Linked DNA regions of Rattus norvegicus: region 2 is linked to region 1. The links are chromatin contacts, called in public Hi-C maps. All regions are on one chromosome and are shown on one strand. The core of a region is the stretch at or near the end of the contact, and the rest is flanking DNA. Distances in the headings are between cores, read along the strand shown. Region 1 holds the start of Klf3 (KLF transcription factor 3). Region 2 holds the start of Pgm2 (phosphoglucomutase 2).

Region 1 (4,687 bases), core at 1,258-3,757:
TGCTCCCGTTGATAAGGTCAGAGAGTTTAAGCAGCTTCCCACCAACATCTCAGTCTTTTGACTGGAGTCTGCTCTCGGAATCTATCCCACCAGATGCTTATCTTGGCTCTCACATTTCCAGGTGTGATAGGAAAGAGACCCGAGGCTTTGAGGTCTCAGACTACAGCCTAGCCCAGCCCCAGGGAGGCAACACTTGACACAAGATGGATACGGACCACACTCCTTTCCCAAGTTACAGGATTCTTTTCCCTCTGACTTACCCATCTCAACAGATATGCAGATTTGGGATTTGTGGTATGTACTACTCACACACACACACACACACACACACACACACACACACACACATACACGACTACATTTATTGGTTTCAAACCCCAGAGCAATATAGAAAGCAGGATAAATGATGCCTGAAACCCACAACTGTTAATAAGAAGCTTCTGGGGGAAGCAAGTGAGATGGGAGGTGGTCTATGCTTGGATCTCAGCCCTCGGGATAAAGCTGATGCAAGAGAATGCCACAAGTTCAAGGCCATTCTGGACTCACAACAGAGTTGGGAGCAGAGGCTGGCCTCGAATATCTGTGTGATGGTGTTTCAGTTCTTTAAGTCTGTAGGTAAACGTTTAAACAACAAATGGGAAAGACACAGAAAGGGACAGCAAGAAAATGGGAGCGCACCAATGCACATCAGACTGCCTGTTCAAGATGACAGCAGCAATCGTTCTGTACCAATCGCCTTGGCCACTGCTTTAGGCTTGATGGGTTCTGGTGAGGAACCAGGGAAGAGGGGGTACAACTCTTGGCAGAATGCTTACCTAGCACCACAAGGCCCTGGATTCAATCCCTCAGACTGGAATTAAAGTTAATATTCAAACCAGGAAATAATGAGTATGGCACTAGCAGTGTGTCTTCCACGTAACTAAAACGTAAGCTGAGACCTGTAAGAGTCGAGATCTTTAAACTTGGTTGGCAGCCGCTGTTACCCAGGGGCAGTGCTCTGCACTTTTATCCTTCTCTGAGAGCTCGTTTTTTTTCTTTTGAAAGTCTCACTATACAGCCTCGGCTGACCTAGAGCTCCACCTGCCTCCCAAGTGCTAGAGTGACAGATGCATACTACCACACCTTCATTTTTAAAAGGGGATTCTGAAACCATGACACTTACACACTGGCAGCGATTCTAAAGAGAACCAGTAGGTGGCGCACAAGAACAGGCTATGGAGCCTTAAGAGGCTGGCAGAAGATTGGCGTGTACCAGCCTCAGGGTCTTTAAAACCTTGTGGGTTTTAACCAAGCTGAGGAATTCTATTAACCACTTTATGTAGGCACTGCAGAGATGAGAAAGCCTCAAATGTGGTTGTTTCTTTACATCTTAGTTCTGGTTTGGCTAAACACTCTCAACCTGAATTAAGCAATGGCAGGGGGAGAAACAGCATGGTGTGGGGGCAAAACTTATTTTTGTTTCCAAAAGTTACTGAAGTGCTTAAAAACCAACAAATAGGGAAATCACTTTTCCCCCAAGTAACTTCCCATAATGGAACAACTGGGTCATTTTGTGGGGAAGAGTCTGTAAAACCGAATTTTCATTTAACAGTGACGTCCCTCTGTGAGCCCTCCCCTCTTCTACTTTTGACTGCAGATTATCAAACCGAGGGTCAGATTTCTGTCAGCATGTTACTGTAGAACTATATATTAGAAGCCTGGAGAATCATTTAGGTGACTTCTAGAAATGATAGCGCTCCTGCGGTCTGTGAGGCTCACGGCACAGCTGCTTCATAAGGGAGGCAAAGAAAGGGGGTTGGGGGCGCTGAATAGAGTCAAGCGTTCTCAGTTTGTTGAGGACAAAGTAAGACCTGCCGCTCTTTTCTCTTCCTAGCCTGACCCTAAGTCTTGTCCCAATTACCTGCTTCCTGCAAAGGGGAACTCAGCCAGGTGTCCAGAGAACAGATACTAGACAAGCAACAATCAGTGAGTACCTTTTTCACTCCCGGAGAGTTCCAATTCTCAAAAGAGGAAGTAAGCACGTTACTGGTCCCCACCCTCTCTCCAAAGGAACTGACAGGGCAAAGATCGGAGCTCACTGTGTATCTTGGCCAGGAGGGCCAGCACCGGCCCTGGAGCTGAACTTCCTTTCTCAAGAAACCTTTCTGTACATTTCCCCAGCAAACTCTGAGTGCTCCCAGTGACGAGTACTACAGGAAGTACCATGCAATGGCCAGAAAGGCAGAGGGGCAGGCACCCTAAGCCAGGTTTGCTTTGTGGTGCTGGCACCTACCTTGGAAGGGTGTCCCGTTTTCACACCATCCAAGGACTCACCCACCTCGCTCTTCCACTGTCGACCTGAACAGAATCCCACTGGGGGTCTCCGAGTCTTTGCCTCTCTTATTTCTTCGTTATTTCAACGTTAGTGCACTTATTTCTGCACTAACGTTGTTTTGTAAAAGGGAGAAGTTCACTATTTCGTGTCAGATGGGATGCAGTGACCCAAGGAGCCAGTGATCCGCCCTCCCCGCTCTGAACGAGCCACCCAATTTTACTTTTCTGCCTCCACCCATCGGCTCCACCCCATGGAGAGTTGCCAGGGCGAGTCCAACTTGTCCAAACAGGACACAGCTTCAGATAAGATTCTGCCCACACCCTGTACTTCGGAAAGACCGAGTGAAGCAATTGATTTTACATGTAAATAAGGACAGGTGGAAAGGCAGCCACCAAACACACTCCCTCCAGCTCTCCAAGCTAGTCTAAGGGCTGCGGAGACCCAAACCTGTATCTATCCTTCACGCCAGCTCTCAAGTTCAAGGGCACCTGGTTAGTGCTTGGGTTACACATTTGTTTTCCTCCTTACGCTCGCTGACAATTTTGTGTTTTAGTTTTAAGGGCAAGCGACCCAGGATAAATTGAAATATACCCGCAATGTCTTAATCCTGCTGTGTACCCGGCTCAAAAAAAAAAAAAAAAAAAAAAAGCCTCGCCTAAGCCCTCACGGCTCTCCTCGCTGAGGCGTTATATAATCAAATCCAGAAAGGCTGTGTGAGGCCACAGGGCCTCTCATCTGCCTGGCTCACTAGGTGCCCTCCCTATCACTGGAGACCCACCTCACTCCACCCTGCTAGGCCTCCACCCATGGGGCCCCACCCTGCAGGGAGTGGGAAGACAGGGAGGGACCTGACTGGCTCCAGGCTGCAGCCAGTTCCTGGAAATTCCACCCTGAACCAAGGATGGCTGGAACCTTAAAAATAACCAGAAAGAACTGTCAGAGTGTAGTTCCCAGTGCCTGGAGTCCCACTGAACTTTACCTAAGGACTGCACCTTCCATACAAAACTGTGCAGGGGGAAGGTGCCCTCCCCTTCAAGAGTAAACACAAACCAGAAAGCACTTGCAAACCTTTACTGGGCAACGTGGCTCCAGTCCAGACCAACCCTCCTCCTCTCCAACCCCCCTCCTCCCCAACCCCCAGTCCCTGCTCTAGGAGGTTGCCCCTCCTTAACTCCCATTGGCCTTATTTTCCGTCTTTCACCATGGAAACCTAAGGTCATCCATGAAGTCTGCCCCACCCCTTTTCTCTCCAATTCCACCACAGCCACAGGGGGCCAGGTCCTCGGGCCTCCCGCTGGAGTCCTGGGGGACGGGAGGGGAGGCAGCTATGCAGCCCAGCCCTTTAGCCAGCAGCCTATACCTCATCTTGCCCCTCTTCCAAGGTAGCTTGGGGCTGCCAGGGTGAGGTTGGCTGCTTGTGCCCGTCACCAGCTTCCTAACCAGCCCAAGCTCCCCAAGCGGCCGACTCCCCCTCCCCAACACCAAGCTTTTGTTCATTTTTGGCCCAGGCGCTGAGCAACAGTGTGGTACGCCCCCTCCCCTTCCGGCTAATCTAAATCCTTCTAATTCTTCAAAGACCTGCTCGAGGCTCCCCCCACCCTATGTGGCCAGCTGACTGCTCCCCACTACATCCAGGTTGGCCGCCTCTTACCTCACCAAGCTAGAAGGGTGTGTCTCCTACCCCTACCAGTGGGGTCCAGGCAGGTCTCTTCCCTGACACCTTAGAAAGCTTTCTTACTCAGAAGGAATAGCAAAAACAAAGATGTTTCTATGCTAGGCCCAGAGGAGTAACAACAAAACAAGCAACCCCTCCCCACCAATAATAATAATTAATTATGTGACCAAGCCTTGAGAAGGACTTCCCAAGTCATCTCCTCCTGAACACACTTGAAATGTTCCTTAAACAGGTTCCAAGGGGGAGGGAGGGCGGGCCCAGACCTACAGGAAATTAGTGATCAAAACTTCCTTTAAAAAATTACTGCCCTTACCCTTAGCCTGGCCTACATAGCCGCTGGAGTTCTTCCCACTGTCATCTTCCAACACTTTTTTTCCCATATCCACCCTGTGGGACTTTTAAATAAGCCTAGTTTCAAGGGCTCTGAAACCTACAAGAACAGTAAGAGGGCAGGGGACAGGAGCCAGCTGTAGCTGGTGGGTTTTTCTTGTTTTCTAATGATGATACTTCTGCCTGGTGTGGGGGACACATGCTGGTATTCCCAATCCTCTGGAGGGATACACAGGACTGCTACAACTCTGACACTAGCCTGGGCTACATGGAGATACCCAGACTCAATAACAACAGAGATGTCAGTCTGGCTGGTTACCACCACCTTCATGACGAATGTCCTGTTCTCTATCCATCTGTGTCATTTC
Region 2 (4,687 bases), core at 1,635-4,134, 700 kb after region 1:
ATCTGCTGAGTGGCTGAGACAACACAGACTTCCTGGCCACACCCAATATCCAGGGCTTCTCTGAGGGCTACAGTAGATTTCAAAAGTCTTAATTGGCCTTGGATGCTAGAAAAGACTCAGCAGCCTGAGAGAACAAAGCAAAGAGATAAAGAAAAGTCAAGAAGAGAGCAGTAGAGATAAGGGTCAGACCTGGGAGTGATGGAAACTGACAGCAGAGGGAGGCACAGGGGAGGGAACACAGTAGTCTTGCAGAGAGCACAGCCAGGGTCCTTGCCAACAATAACAGTGCTTTTGGCTGGTGGGAGCTTCCCTGAAGAATGAATGGTGGGTTCTTCCCAGAGAGGAGTCCATCTCCAGTTAAAGTAACTTAGATGGACTAAAGTCAACTCTACCAGTAAAGTGCTTGCTATGCAAGCTTTAAGACCCGACCTCGCATCCCCAGCATACACTAACAAGCCTAGCCAAGCACAGTTTATCTGTACATCTAATTCTGGAGGTAGACAAACAGTGTCAGTCAGTTTAGCCTGTCAGCTCCACATTCAACGAGAGAGACCCTGTCTTAAAAAAAATAAGGTGGTTTGAATAGGCTTGGCCCAGGGAGTGGCACTATTAGGAGGCGTGGCCTTGTTGGAGGAAGTGTGTCACTGTGGAGGTGGGCTTTGAGAGACTTTCCTCCTAGCTGCCTGGAAGACAGCTTCTCCTATTTGCCTTCAGAACAAGATGTAGAACTCTTAGCTCCTTCTCCAGCACCATGACTGCCTGAATGCTGCCATGCTTCCTGGTATGGGGAGAATGGACTGAACCTCTGAAACTGTAAGCCAGCCCCAGTTAAATGTCCTTTGTAAGAGTTGTTTTGGTCATGGTGTCTCTTTACTGTAATGGAAACCCTTACTAAGGCAGAGTGACTGAGGAAGATACTTGACCTCAGCCTCTGGCCTCTGCATGAATATGCACACAGGTACCCACACAAGCACATGAACGCAGACACAACCATACGATTGGGAAATTAACAATGAAGCCTCTCCAAAGGAGAAAAGTACAATTTCCTTCCACCTCTACCTCATGGAGGTACTTTTCCAAGAGATTCCATGTTCTGTAGTAATTATATTTTCTGTTCACTTCTGAGTGCATCTGTGAAGTACCTTCTGAGGACCAAGATCCCAGGCTCTGATAGAATCAAAGGGTCCCTCCTTTGATGGACCCATAATGTACTGGGATTATGAGAAGCTGACAAAAGGTGGGAACTGGGAGCTAGTTGGAGGATCAAGGTTACTGGGACTTGTTACAGGATGATATATTTCCACAATGGCTTACTGTATTCCCACATTCTCTACTTCCTAGCCACTATGACAGGAACAGCTCTGACACCTTTCCAATCAGGAAGGATAAAACCATCTCAGAGTCTGAGCAAAGCAGTTCTTTCCCCACTCACTTAGTCAAGTGGTATGGTAGCCTGACTATCAGGTTTCTTAACTCAGGCATTAGGGAAGGCCACACAATGCAAGTTACTAAGTTATCAGAAACAGTTTCCTTCCCTTGTACATCCTGGAATGCTTTAACTGTCCAGGAAAAACAAAACAAAAACCACAATGAGGAGCTGGCACTGGCATCCTGGAAACAGGAAGGCCTGACTTTTCAGTGGGGAAATGGCCTCTGCTGAGCCTTGCCGCCTCTATCCAGTCAATAAATGTTTCAGGGATCTACCATAGACATGTAGTATAATACTATATAATGCTGTGCACCATGGAAGGCAGCAGAGACACACAGCACCAGCTACATAATTTTCGGAGGCCAATGCACAATTAAAATGAAAGACTCAATGTTTAACAATAATCTCAAGGTAATGCTTTAAAATATAGCATAGGCCCTTCCCTGAACACCAGTTCAGTGGATCTGCAAGGGTGTCACCTTCTGAAGTCAGCTCTGGACACTGATAGACTTTAAACAAACAAACAAACACACAAACAAACCAGTAAGGGGGTTGCTGGTTTGTTTCTTCCAATCCCAGTAAGAGATGGGAATGAAAAGACAGGGCAGTCTAGAGCGAATATTTGAATTAAATAAATTGCACTTGGGTGACGGGAAAGGCCTAATAAGTTCACACAGGAGTAACGAGAAGAGAAATAAAGTCAGCAGAACACAGGCAAGAGGAACATTGTGAGGAAGCAGCAAGGCACACAAAAGCACAGGTCAGAGAGAACTTGTAGAGGGCTAAGGAAGTGATGTCTGGAGCTGGTCGCCTGACTGCTTCAGCCATAAGACAGAGTTACAGGGGAAAGACGCATCTGGAACCAAAGCGTATCCTGTCACCTTTCCTCTGGAAAACTCCCGGTCAGCCTGGTCCATCAAGGACCCTTTAGTAACCATGTAATCAGGAAAGGTAGTCTGAACAGTGGAGAAGTCCGGGTCCTGAAAAGGCGGGACAGAGCGGATTCTGAATGGATGAGGATGCTCAGGCTGTCATAGAACTTCAGAAATCTTTTTGTGCGTGTACTACCCTGGGCCCCAGTCCCTCTACGTTCACCCCTTCCCACCTCGCTCCTCTACCCGGTCTAGCAGCCGGGCGAGCCACACAGCTGTCTCAGTCCCGCCACAGTTTATGCCGATCAGGCTCTGTGTGGCGGGGCAGGGAAGGAAGGAAGCTGGGCCCGGCTTCCTACCCCGAACGTCACAGCTCCAGGGAACCCAAGAGCCGGAGATCGGCCCTTACCCGGTCCCAGCGTAGCCACTGCGCGGTCTCCTGGTCCAGTCGCGCGTCCATTCCCAAGCCGCTGGCCTCGGGAGCCGGTGTCTGTGTTGGTGTCGCTGCCGCCATCCTGTCCGAGCCACAACCCAGCGGAGGAGGCCCGGTCACCCTTCTGGAGGGGCGGAGAGAGGGCGGGGACAGAGGCGTAGTTAGTGAACCAGAGGGAAGAGGACGTGCAGCAGCCCCGCCCAGTTCCAGACTTGCCATTAGAAGGTGTGCCTCCGGGAGGGCTAGGAAATTGGAGAATGATTGGTGGCTAGGAGAGCAGGAGGATCGCCTTACTCTAGTAGTCTCCCATTGTCTTCCATCAAACATCACGCGCGCATTTGGTGCCCATACGCCTGGGATGCTAGTCTGACTGCACAGGCCAGTAGCAGTAAGGGAGAGGCAGGCAGGTCTCCGTGAGGCCAATCAGATCTACGTTAGTGAATTCCATACTAACTAGGGGTACATAGTGAGATCCTGTCTGAAAATGTAAATTAAATTAGAGAATAGCAGAGGGGGAAAAAATCTTGACAAAGAAGAGCCAAGTGGGGAATAAATCACGACCAAATTTATTCCAGCAAACCAGAAATGAGGTAACACTTGACGAAGACAGTTTATGTCAGAAGAGCACCCTGAAGGACAAGTTGTCACTTGAAGATGCTGAGTCAACTGGATTTTTACACTAGAAAATGTAAAAGGAATGTCGACTCATCTTCCTGAAGTCATCACACACAAAACGAGAATTCCAGGTCAGCTGGGGGATGTACACACTTGATTGGCCATGAGGGAGCACAAGCAAGAATGGTTCGAGCTGCACGAGGTGGTGCCTCTCTCACTCCTGTAGTCTCAACTATTGAGAGACTGAGGTGGGACCCTTGTGAGTTCTGATCCTGACCTGCGAAGTGAGTTCCAGGTCACAGGGCTACAGCATGAGACCTTGTCTCAACAAACAAATAACCCTAAAAAGAAAGAACAACCAAGCAAGCAAACAAAAAGCAAAACAGTTGAACACTGGCTGTTCTTCCAGAGCACCTAGGTTTGATTATCAGCACTCACTTGGCTGCTCAAGACCATCTGAAACTTCAGGGAATCCTGCATCCTTTTCAGACCTCCATTGTCACATATATCTATGCTTCACAGACATATATGCAGGCAAACCCCCCAAACATTAAAAAATATATTTAAAAAGTTTCTAGCAGCTTTAGTCACAAAAAGCTCCAATCAGGCACATCCAGATCACCGACAATAGAAAGGATAAATATATAGTGGTATATTCATACTAAAGAATATAAATGCATTATGGTTGCTCATAACGAGTTACTCAGCCCAATGAGAATGAAGGACTGTATACAACCTCATGGATGTAGTTCATAAACATCCCATAGAGTAAAAGAATTCAGACCTCTGACAGACACTGGGTCTGACAGACAATAAGAAAAGCACTAGGTCCCAGGGACTAAACCACTACCCAGAGACTATACACGGACTAACCCTGGACTCCAACTGCATAGGTAGCAGTGAATAGCCTTGTTGGGGCACCAGTGGAAGGGGAAGCCCTTGGTTCTGCCAAGGTTGGACCCCCAGTGTAAGGGATTGTTGGGGGGCAGTAATGGGGGGTGGGTGGGGAGGGAAACACCCATGTAGAAGGGGAGAGAGAGGGGATAGTGGGCTGATGGACAGGAAACCAGGAAAGGGAATAACATTTGAAATGTAAATAAGAGGGGTTGGGGATTTAGCTCAGTGGTAGAGCGCTTGCCTAGCAAGCACAAGGCCTTGGGTTTGGTTCCCAGCTCTGAAAAAAAGAAAAAAACAAAACAAAACAAAACAAAAAACCCAAAACCAGAAATGTAAATAAGAAATACCCAATTTAATAAAAATTGAAGAAAAAAAAAGCACTAGGAAAGAAAACAAATCAGTGTTTTCCAGAACTGGATATGGGGGTTCACTAGAAAGGTC

The links. Hi-C and Micro-C count contacts between places; a contact is called where the count stands out from the background.
Region 2: a Hi-C map of mammary epithelial cells shows a contact between it and region 1, with 2.2 times the contacts expected there. The contact joins the promoter of Pgm2 here to the promoter of Klf3 in region 1. A contact is called at or near these places in 2 of 12 Hi-C or Micro-C datasets (frontal cortex and mammary epithelial cells).

Annotation. Positions count from the first base shown.
Region 1 is chr14:43,848,319-43,853,005 of GRCr8, forward strand. Klf3 (KLF transcription factor 3) reads right to left here and starts at 2,508. Exons shown (of 6, transcript NM_001105742.2): 1 at 2,318-2,508.
Region 2 is chr14:44,550,536-44,555,222 of GRCr8, forward strand. It overlaps Pgm2 (phosphoglucomutase 2), which reads right to left and starts at 2,885. Exons shown (of 14, transcript NM_001106007.3): 1 at 2,711-2,885. The coding sequence starts at 2,815.